Linked DNA regions of Mus musculus: all the other regions are linked to region 2. A link is a contact called in public promoter capture Hi-C data. All regions are on one chromosome and are shown on one strand. Each heading gives the region's core, a stretch centred on a gene start, on an enhancer-like site or on the middle of the called end of the contact. The rest is flanking DNA. Distances are from core to core; before and after follow the strand shown. Region 1 has its middle 44 kb from the start of Dnah7b. Region 2 holds the start of Wdr75 (WD repeat domain 75). Region 3 holds the start of Slc40a1 (solute carrier family 40 (iron-regulated transporter), member 1).

The links. Promoter capture Hi-C pulls out the DNA fragments that hold promoters and counts their contacts. Capture Hi-C pulls out chosen DNA fragments and counts their contacts.
Region 1: a promoter capture Hi-C map of the HPC-7 cell line shows a contact between it and region 2. The contact joins the enhancer-like site here to the promoter of Wdr75 in region 2. A contact is called at or near these places in 12 of 39 promoter capture datasets (the 3T3-L1 cell line, the C10 cell line, the HPC-7 cell line and 8 more), 1 of 15 datasets of contacts at CTCF or cohesin (the NIH/3T3 cell line), 1 of 484 Hi-C or Micro-C datasets (bone marrow-derived macrophages), 6 of 115 datasets of contacts at active chromatin or transcription factors (bone marrow-derived macrophages, embryonic stem cells and neural progenitor cells) and 4 of 9 other capture datasets (adipose tissue, embryonic stem cells, liver and 1 more).
Region 3: a promoter capture Hi-C map of pancreatic islet shows a contact between it and region 2. The contact joins the promoter of Slc40a1 here to the promoter of Wdr75 in region 2. A contact is called at or near these places in 9 of 39 promoter capture datasets (the C10 cell line, the HPC-7 cell line, cranial neural crest and 6 more), 1 of 15 datasets of contacts at CTCF or cohesin (the NIH/3T3 cell line), 4 of 484 Hi-C or Micro-C datasets (LSK cells, bone marrow-derived macrophages, embryonic stem cells and 1 more), 5 of 115 datasets of contacts at active chromatin or transcription factors (embryonic stem cells, extraembryonic endoderm stem cells, fetal liver and 2 more) and 4 of 9 other capture datasets (adipose tissue, liver, macrophages and 1 more).

Annotation. Positions count from the first base shown.
Region 1 is chr1:46,020,648-46,024,182 of GRCm38.p6, reverse strand. It overlaps the pseudogene Stk-ps2. Among named protein-coding and RNA genes, the nearest start is that of Dnah7b, 44 kb to the left of the region's middle. Within about 2 kb of position 1,697, at least 6 of the 459 cell types and tissues checked have an H3K27ac peak or open chromatin away from gene starts, as enhancers often do. A contact at or near this core is called in the HPC-7 cell line, where this site is marked.
Region 2 is chr1:45,793,256-45,796,453 of GRCm38.p6, reverse strand. Wdr75 (WD repeat domain 75) reads right to left here and starts at 1,288. Exons shown (of 21, transcript NM_028599.3): 1 at 850-1,288. The coding sequence starts at 932.
Region 3 is chr1:45,923,921-45,927,397 of GRCm38.p6, reverse strand. It overlaps Slc40a1 (solute carrier family 40 (iron-regulated transporter), member 1), which reads left to right and starts at 1,804. Exons shown (of 8, transcript NM_016917.2): 1 at 1,804-2,177; 2 at 2,614-2,681. The coding sequence starts at 2,135.

The DNA.
Region 1 (3,535 bases), core at 448-2,947, 230 kb before region 2:
CCAGTCCATATACCTCTCCCTATGTGTAATATGGGAAGATAGGGGCTATTTCCAGTGTCCTAACAGCTCTACAGTGAGCCCACTTCACTACACAGCTAGGCTTATCACAGAAGGCTATGCTGTGAGCCATGCAGGCATCTTCTTCCTTTTGTATGCTTTCCTTGTAAAGTAGACCTAGAGAATGTTATCTGAGGATGTCCTTCCACCTTGTACATCTTCATGGCACTTTCATCACGTGTCCTTGGCTTTTTGAGGTAATTCACCAATTCCACCCATTGCTCACAGCAGGTAAATCCCACCCCATTCTTTTCTGATCTTATCCAGATCTTACTTCCAAACTACTCAGAGGACTTAATCCATCTTTCAATTGTCTGAGGTCCACATGATGTGCTGACCCTTGGAGAGAAAGCAGAAGTGAAAGATCCTATCCTCAGGGTGTTTTGGATAATCAGACCCACATAGAGGGAGACCATGCCTGCTAGCTGGCTTTTGTGAGCATCATAATATCCTCTAGGGACATGAAGCCATGACATTGGGTTTCCTTTAAAGTGTCAATGACCCATACTCTCAGAGCAGAGTGCTGTGTCTTTTTAAATCTTAGGGAGAGATGCTCTCTTTCTCCCACATATAGGATATGGGTTTAGTACTGCTCATGTTAGGAGATGAGCACATGCAATCAGAAGGTAGCCTATTTCTTCTGGCCCAACATGGAGCCATGGAACACCTGTCTGATTCTTTCTCCTGCCTGGAGATCCCAGGCTCTTCGAAATTAAATGTAGGGAGCCACTGGGTTACAGGCCAGTGAGGCCTCTAATGCAGAAGTGCCTCCATTTCCTGAGCACTGGGCCCAACCCCCTACCCTACTCTCTGGATTCCCAGAATGCTATGTTGTTCTTTAAGCTTTCCCAATATCTTTGGAGAACTCTATCTGGCTTGTTATTAGCACTTCCTGTGGAGGATGCCAACTGAAAGACATGAACTTTTATTATTATCCTTGCATGAACTCACTATTCTATTTGGTGTATGTGAACATTCATAAGGATCAATTTAAAACTCTACAGACAAGATGTATTCAGAAAAGTTTCAATGCTTTTGTCCTGAGCTATTATGGCCCCGCAGCCATGCTCCACCCTGACAAGTTATCTCATTTCCCCCAAGATTTCCTCTGTCTTTCTAGCATGTGCTCAGTGGCATCTGGGCCATGTTTCCTGGAGATGTTTCCTTCTTATTTCTAGCAAAGACCCTGCTACTTTGAGATGGCAGACTATCTCTTTTTTTTTCAGGTGGCTATTATGTAGACATGGGCTTGAATGATGTGCAGTTTCCATCATAAAACAACTTGTAAAAAGGAGTTGAAAAGACTACTTGCAAAGTTGTATTTATGGGCTTAATTTTCAAGGAAACTGTTAGACATGAGGGAGAGGTGAATCAAGAGAAACATAGTACATTTCAAAATCCTGTCAAATTCCTAAGGATGTGTTCATATGTGTGATGCTCAAGAGTGTGCTTAAACTTTGGCAACTCGTTTGATACTGAAGAGCCTAAATGGTACTTTTCAAAAGGATAGGCTTGGGCCTAGCCATGGAGAGTTCAAAGAATTCCATTTCAGGTTTACCCAGGGATGAAAGACAAATCTACTAATATCCTTTAGCATTCTCACAAACATGTAAAACCAGATGCTACCACTGGATGTCAGGAGTGATCCTTTTCTTGGAGCGAAATTGTCATCCTTTAGGCTTTTAACTTCCCTTTCTTTCAACTGTGCTTGCTGTCTCTTGGCCTACACCATGCTCTGTTCTTTAGAGTACCAGCCTCCCCCAACCATCCTGGACTTAAAAAGGCTGAATGATGTTGCAATGAGGGGTCTGCTAGATTATGCCCTAAATAGTGGCTGAGTGAGTTGTGGGGTTTTCCTGTGTTCAAGCAGGAACACTGAGCAGAGTGAGACAGGACAGGTACCCCTCAGTCTGAATTAAGGGACATACTTTAGTCATATTCTGCTCTACTGTGGCAGACAGCACAGGATAGGAACTACATCCTTACCTGGCTTGCTCCTCACTACACTCTCACAGCTTTTCAACGTAGACCACACTTGCTCTGGCCAAAAATGCAGTACAGTGTGTTATATGTTCCTATCTTCAGCTTGGTGGATGAGTTAGAATGGTTTTGTAGACCATTCTGTGCCTCCATTTTGAGCCCTGCCTTTGATAACACCATGTCATGTGATTCCTCCAGAGTTCATCCCAATATTTATCATCATGAATAAACCTTCCAAGCAGCTCTGAGAATCCATTTTACAGAAAATGTGACATCAGTGAATGGCAATAACATCTGGGCCCTCAGAAGCCAATCCTGGTGGAGGATGGAGCAATGTCAGTCAATCGATCAATGAGTCTCTGCTGGTCAAGATGAGCTGCTTCCAGGCAACTTTTATCAAAATGTAATAAGATGATCTTGACTCTTTGACTGTTAAGTAAGTGTTCAGAATGGTTCTTGGACACCCCATTTGCACAATGGAGGTAAGAAATCTACTGAAGTCTTTTGGGGCTTTTGGATCATGTTTGTGTACTTAGCAAGGGACTGGTGTGAGAGAACATCTCTGGACAGTGGCATATCTACAGTGTCTCACCATTTCTTCATGATGATCCCATGAGTTTGGGAAATGGAGAACACACACTGGCATTAAAATGTAACCTCTGATGTATGAATTTGGGGCTGTGCACAGCATAAGTAACATTTGGACATTTTTTCAGCTATGAAGGAAGAACCATTTCGCCATCATCCTTACCCCTGGATGTGTTTATATATGTCCATGACCTGTTGAGTCTCCAGGGGAAACTTTTCGTGGGATTGCTGCAGGATGTATGTGTGGGTCTCTTTGCTTGTCTTCTGTACATGAATGATAGAGGTGATGTTTTCTGTACCTGTGCATATGATCACTGAAGGTGTAGTTTTTTCTCTCCTCAGAGTACCCAGGATCTTCACATCATCTGTGCTCACTTACTCCATTCTTGAAACTTGTACACCTGCTACCCAATCATGATCTGACCACAAGTGACTAGACTTTTGATGCGTCCATGAGAACACCCCTGACTGGGTGTTTCCATTCTTAGCCCCATTGTAGGAAGGGAACAAAGCCAGGAGATGTCATGCTGTTTACCAGTTCAGGAAGTGCAGGAGAAGAGCACGTTATCAACATCAAAACTTCTGAGTGCTAGGACCCTGTTACTTTCTATGGTCTATCTAGAATGCCTTCAGTCAGGTAGTGTGGCACAAGTTAACTCTTTCCAAAAAAAGCCTGACTGACATAGTGCACAGAGAGGCCACAAGTCCCCTGTTTCCATCTTTTTCGGCTCTTGCATGTCTTCATGGCTAACACTTCAGAGAATTGTTGATTCTTCTGACAGGAGAGTTCCTGTGCAAAGCTCAGACTTCAGGTTCGAGGGACAGGTATAGCAATGAGGGTTTTCTTATGCATTGCTGGAGTGCTGTGATGTCTGCTAGGTACAAACACTGGTGGGAGAGAGCTGGGAAC
Region 2 (3,198 bases), core at 39-2,538:
TGTGTGTGAGAGAGAGAGAGAGAGAGAGAGAGAGAGAGAGAGGGAGAGAGAGAGAGAGAGAGAGAGAAAGAGAGAGAGAGCTGGAGCAGTACAGGAGACATCCCTGTGCAGAGAGCTGATAATGGATTAGGCTTTTGAACCTTTCAAGCCTGCCCCATTGGCACACCTCCTCCAAGGAGGGTCTGCTTCCTAATCCTTCAGGAATAATTGCTCCTCTTGGGGATCAAGCATTCAAACAACTGAGCCTAAGTATCTCTACATTCAGAGTGCTCTGAAAAACTAGCCCTACTACACACCTCTTCTAGATGATACAACGTGGCAGCAACAATGCCAGCTGACAAGCAGCGAACTGAAAGCCACTATTGTAAAAGTTGTGTGCATATAGACACTTTCTCCTACAGATCTAACATCTGTTTTTATGTAAAACTCAAAAAAAAAAAAAAGGAAAAAAGGAGCCTGGTAATTATGATGTTTTTCTGCGGGAAAAAGGCTGAATCATTAATGATTTTGAAGTCCAAAACGTTCCACACGTGAACATTAGTCTGCATGGTCAGACCGGTGCACATACGGAGAGAGTGACCATTTTCCAACCGAGCGGCTCCTAGTCCCTTGTAGACACCTGACCTGCCCCTGTAACCGCCAACCTTCCCGCAGGTGGAGTCCTGGGTGCAAGGCACACAGACACAGCAGCAAAGCCGGGCGGCTCCGGGGAGCTCCGGGTCGGTCCATGCGCTGCGCGGCGCCGCGGACTCCAGCCTCGCAGTCCGACCGTGGGCCGCGCCGCGCCGGGCACTCCCCTCCCCGGCCCGCGGTGCCCGGAGCCCTGTTGACCCGCAGCCTACTGCATACTTGGAATCCACGGAGAACACGGCCCTCCTGAAGTTCAGCCGGCTGCCGCCGCAGCGAACCACGCGGACTCCCTCTTCTACCATCTTCACGCAGGCGCAGGAAGCACCGAGCACCGGCCGGATTACGAACTTCCTTCATAGGCCGACTGGCCTGGCCCTACTCTTCCGCCCGCGGCCCGCCTGGGCCTCTCTAGCCTGGAGACTCTATGGTCGGCTCCACGCCTACGCCGCCATCTTTAGTTTGGGCAGGGTCAAATTAAAACCCTTGTAGAAGGAGTAAAGCCCAACAGCCACGCACAAAGTTAAATCATACCAGATGCCGCTACAGCTATTCGATACAGAAGAGAGTTTTCTCTTCGGCCTCTTTTACCGGACTCTAAAGGTTCCGCCAGAAGCGGAAGTGAACATCCTTTCTCCTACTGAAGCCGTTGCCTTTTCTGTCACTGTGATTGAGCGACAGCAAGATGACGCAGTCACCCTACTCCTATCCCACCCCCCTCCGTTGCCTTTTTTTGGGAGGGGGCGGGGTTCAAAGAGCGTCTTCTTGCAATGGTAACTGAAGTGGGGCGCTTTAGCTCTTTATGGCGGTTCTATGAGCATCGCTAAGTTCCTGTAGCATCTACGCCACACTTGCCAATGCAGTTTCGACTCCAGAATAAAAGTACACCTTGGTGTCAGGGCTCCTGCAGTGATGTCCGGTTTGCTCCAGTTGTTCAGTTCCTGTTGTTCAGAAGCCCTGACTTCTGAGGATGTTGATTCTTTTTTTTTTTTTTTTTTAGGTATTTATTTCAGTTACATTTCCAATGCTATCCCAAAAGTCCCCCACACGCTCCCCCACCCACTCCCCCACCCTCCCACTCCCACTTCTTGGCCCTGCCGTTCCCCTGTACTGAGGCAGATAAAGTTTGCGTGTCCAATGGGCCTCTCTTTCCACTGATGGCCGACTAGGCCATCTTCTGATACATATGCAGCTAGAGCTCCGGGAGGTACTGGTTAGTTCATATTGTTGTTCCACCTATAGGGTTGCAGATCCCTTTAGCTCCTTGGTTACTTTCTCTAGCTCCTCCATTGGGGGCCCTGTGATCCATCCAGTAGCTGACTGTGAGCATCCACTTCTGAGGATGTTGATTCTTAACACTTTGTGTTTTGTATTCGAGGTTGCTGCATATCTGTGTTGAACCGTTCGTTTGTCAATATTTTCCATTGTGCTGGCTCTTAACGACCCCTAAGGAAGGGCATCTGATATCTTAACCCTAACAGGAGCAGATTCTTGATACATTTGAAATTCACCATAACTTTATGCTGATTCATAGCAGGAAAAATATAATCCTAAGGGTCAAAACATCTATAGATCTTTAGGCAGGAGAGAGAGAGAGAGAGAGAGAGAGAGAGAGAGAGAGAGAGAGAGAGAGAGAGAGACGATTAGTTTTTGTTGGGTTCATAGTTTGGGGAGACAGAGCTAGACAGGAAGATACTGATTCTGTTTTTATCTCAAATTTAAAGAGTTTCTTTTTCATAATTATGGTATGCTTTTTCATAGTGGAAGAACATAGTGAGCTTAACCCCCCATCCCACCCTAGACTCTTGATGTCTAAGTAATACATCCTTTAAACTTGGAAACTTTGAGATCGGATATATGCTTATTATATTCTGAGACAATGAAGAAAATAAATGATCAAACTAGTTTTTACTTCAGTTGTTTTACTGTTTGGTGAACTTCGTTTAAATTAAGAAAGAATGAGGCTTTCTGATTGGACAAAGGCTAGTTGGACTACTAAACTCGTGAAAGGATTCTTTCCATGCAAAAATTTAATCTACTAACATTTCCAATAAAATTATAATTTGTGTTTTTATTTCTTTTTGCATGAACATTTAGGAACCAAATTTTCTCTTGACAGCTTAATATTTATCATTTCCTCCTCCTCCTCCTCCTCTTCCTCTTCCTCTTCATCCTTCTCTTCATCCTCCTTTGCATAGAACAGGAACACTGTTGGTGCTAGTGCACTGGTTGAGTAATGTCTTCTTATACTTTGATTTTTCTGTTTTGTCATTGTATTAGTCAGGGTTCTCTAGAGTCACAGAACTTATGGGTAGTCTCTATATAGTAAGGGAATTTGTTGATGACTTATAGTCTGTAGTCCAACTCCCCAACAATGGTCAGCAGCAGCAGTGAATGAAAGTCCAAGAATCTATCAGTTGCTCAGTTCCACAAGGCACACAGGGGAAGAAGAGAGAATTTTCCTTCTTCCAATGTCCTTATGTAGGTCTCCAGCAGAAGGTGTGACCCAGATTAAAGGTGTGTACCACCACACCTGGATCTGCAACTTGCTTTGTCGCATGCTGACCTTGA
Region 3 (3,477 bases), core at 555-3,054, 130 kb before region 2:
TCACTTGTGTACTCCAAGCGTTCTGAGAATTTTTATTCCATTTTCTATTTTAACTCCTTCTATGTCATGAGCTCCAACAATACACTAACTATTCATTCCCAACGACTAGGATAGGAGCCCTGGCCAAGTCCTCAGATATTGAATGCTTTTTCTGTCTATGAATCTTGCTCATTTGCTGCTTGCTTCACTGTGGGACCCCACCTGTTCTTAGCACTCTCCTAGTTTGGGCTTCTGAGGACTCCTTGGTGACAATGGGGAACAGAAGCTCCCCATTGATGACAATGGAGAACACATCACACTTTGAAGCACGCATCAACTGAGCTCCTGTTTCTCAGAGTCTTCTGACTAGATGTGGGGGATAGCTCTTAAGGCACACTGTACTTAATGCAAAGGGCATGGAGATCCTGTTATTGGCACATACGTGCAGGGAATCAGGATAGTTTGTATTCTGAAGATCAACAAAATTAAAGGAAAGGAAGGAAGGGCTGGGGGAAGAGAGAGACAGAGAGACAGAGAGACAGAGACAGAGAGAGACAGAGAGAAAGAAACCGTCAGAACTTGCTAGATGATCCCTTCCTAAGTGCTTCATGTAAGCACACTTTAGGTTTACTCCAAAAGACATTTGGATATACTACCCCATTTTGCAACTTCAGCAGACATACCCGAACCTGCGATAGAGGAGAAAGGACTTAAACGTTTTGTGTGTCAGGAGAGAGAAAGGTTTGCAAAGGACAAAAAGCGGTTGCAGTAGCAAAGCCCTATCTCGGTTCTGCAGACCTCATCCTAACGAATCCAGCTGCACCCCGCCCGCAAAGACCTTTGGGGCTTCTGATAGAGAGTCCAGATACAAGGCCTGTGCTCATGAGTGGCTCTCTTCATTACCAGGTGTCATTCTGGCAGGGCTGGAAGAGTGCAAGCCGGTTGGAGTTTCAATGTTTAGGATCACTCTTGAAGTGTTGACAAACCTGACAAAGGTAAGGGAAGGGAAGGGCTGACACAAGAAGCAGGTATGCCCTGGGGAGGAAACGGAGGTCATTAGAGGCTTACACCTGGTGTGTATTCACCTGTCCCCCCAGGAGGCTACCAAAAGGGCTTTATCTGCACGGGGCCAGACCCAGGGTCCCAACTGGGACAACCGGTATTCCTGGTTACTTCCCTTCAGCACTTGGAGCCTGTGGAGTAGCCAAAGAGGCAGGAGCGGCTAGGGTTAGAACTCAGAGGGAAAGGACAGTGAAGGGCGCTGCCTCCTTGCAGTGCCTGTGGCACAGAAGGCGGCCTGCGTTCGATCACTGGGCTGCGCGGGGCTACATTGTGATCTTTGAGCCTGCTTCCTGAGCTTTGATTCCGCAGCTTTTGAGAGAGAGCCCTCTCTATAGTTCGGAGAAGGAAAACATTCTGCGCCGCAGGCAGGCCGGACATGACTTGTATTTACTTAGCTACCTGCATTCCGAAGGGTAGCTAGGGTGGGAGGCTCCTTTTTTTCCGCGCCAGCTCCCGCTGAGCTTTGCCTAGGGACTGTCCGGCAATCTGGTGGCCAGAGAGAAGAGCTTCCTTCTAGCACCTGCCAAACGACTTTGTGCAAAATGTTTCTGTAGTGTCCCCTCGGGGTCCGCATACAGTCCCCGTCCTACTGTGCGGGTCACCCCTTGGCTTCTCCTGCGGTAGCCCAGCCAAAGCGCAGGTTGTTTGCGCCTCCTGGGAGGGCGGTGGGAGCGTAGCTGGCGCGGACCTGGACGTCCAGCCGCGAAGGGCGGTCCCTGCTCTCTCAAGCTCCGCCCCCGGCTCCCTATAAGCCGCTGCCCTGCCCGCGGCGGTGGCGGCGGCGGCGGCGGCGGCGAGAGCAGGCTCGGGGTCTCCTGCGGCCGGTGGATCCTCCAACCCGCTCCCATAAGGCTTTGGCTTTCCAACTTCAGCTACAGTGTTAGCTAAGTTTGGAAAGAAGACAAAAAGAAGACCCCGTGACAGCTTTGCTGTTGTTGTTTGCCTTAGTTGTCCTTTGGGGTCTTTCGGCATAAGGCTGTTGTGCTTATACTGGTGCTATCTTCGGTTCCTCTCACTCCTGTGAACAAGCTCCCGGGCAAGAGCAGCTAAAGCTACCAGCATCAGAACAAACAAGGGGAGAACGCCTGGTGTCATGACCAAGGCAAGAGATCAAACCCATCAGGAAGGATGCTGTGGTGAGTTGAGTAATCGAATGTTTCAAATGGTGGGAATGCAGGTGGGGACGGGGAGATGTAGTTCCATGAGGGTTGACTTGGGTTTTGATGGAGGGTGAAGAAGAATATAAACTCATAGTTTGAATAAAAGAACTTACATATAGGCAGGGATAGAGTAACCTGGGCAGGGTGAAATTTCTTGCATTAAAAAAACAAACCCCACCAAAGTTAAGGAATGTTGAAACAAGAGTTTCTTCACTGCCTGAAGTTGGGGCGGTTATTGACCAAGAGACAACGCTGAATCTTAAGTGGATGCTATTAAGTAAACTGAATGCATCAGTCTTGTAAGTGACCTGTTTAAAAAAATCAGACTTAATTACGACCAAAAGCAAATTCTAATCTGAGCACATTGGGGTGCTTAAACACGTTTTTTAACTTGTTCTCTGTGCCTTTCTAGGATCCTTAGCAAACTACCTGACCTCAGCAAAATTCCTCCTCTACCTTGGCCACTCTCTCTCCACTTGGGTAAGTGAGAATGCACACAGTTCTTGAGACATCGTTGCACAAGCTGTTGTTTACTCTCATCGGAGACAGTTGTATTGGAGAACTTGCAGTTTTCTCATTCCGTTAAGTAAATAAATCGTTCTAAAACACATGTTTCAACAAAAACGTTGTTTTCTTCAAAGATGTTTCCCATGAGTGTTAGTAAATTTTACTTAATAGTGAAATTCTAAAGCTTTACATAGACCGACAACTGTTTGAAACAAGATCCACAAGGACAGGAAAACTTGCATAGTTACTAGGGTTGGTAAATTCTAACTGGGCCTCCTACTGAACTGGAAAGGTATTTCATGGGCCCTCTTGGGTTTACGTCTGGTACCAGCATGCAGCATTATAGAAACAGAGTACAAGGGTAGACTGGCGAAAACTGGCATAATAGGATTACAATAGTATTGTAAGATGAGTTTAAGTATACCTAATCAATGATCAAACATCTAAATGATAACAGCTCTAATCTTCGAAGTTGTTATCTGTGGCTACTTAATTTGTGGGTAGTGTTAAAAGCCACCACCCAATGAAAATTAGCTATGGATTCACAGTTCTTCCTTTGGCTTCCTATGGGAGAATCTCAGTTTTTCTGCTGGCCTGGGATCCTCTATCAACTCCTCGATACTCATTAGCAGGCTGGCTGTGCTCAATGGATAATTATTAGAAACTGTCGGGTTAAACAATCATTCTTACTGCTTAAAAGCATAAACATATTCTGTGCGTTACAAATAAGGAAAATGAATTTCTAAAGAATATTTTGAAGTGCTAATTT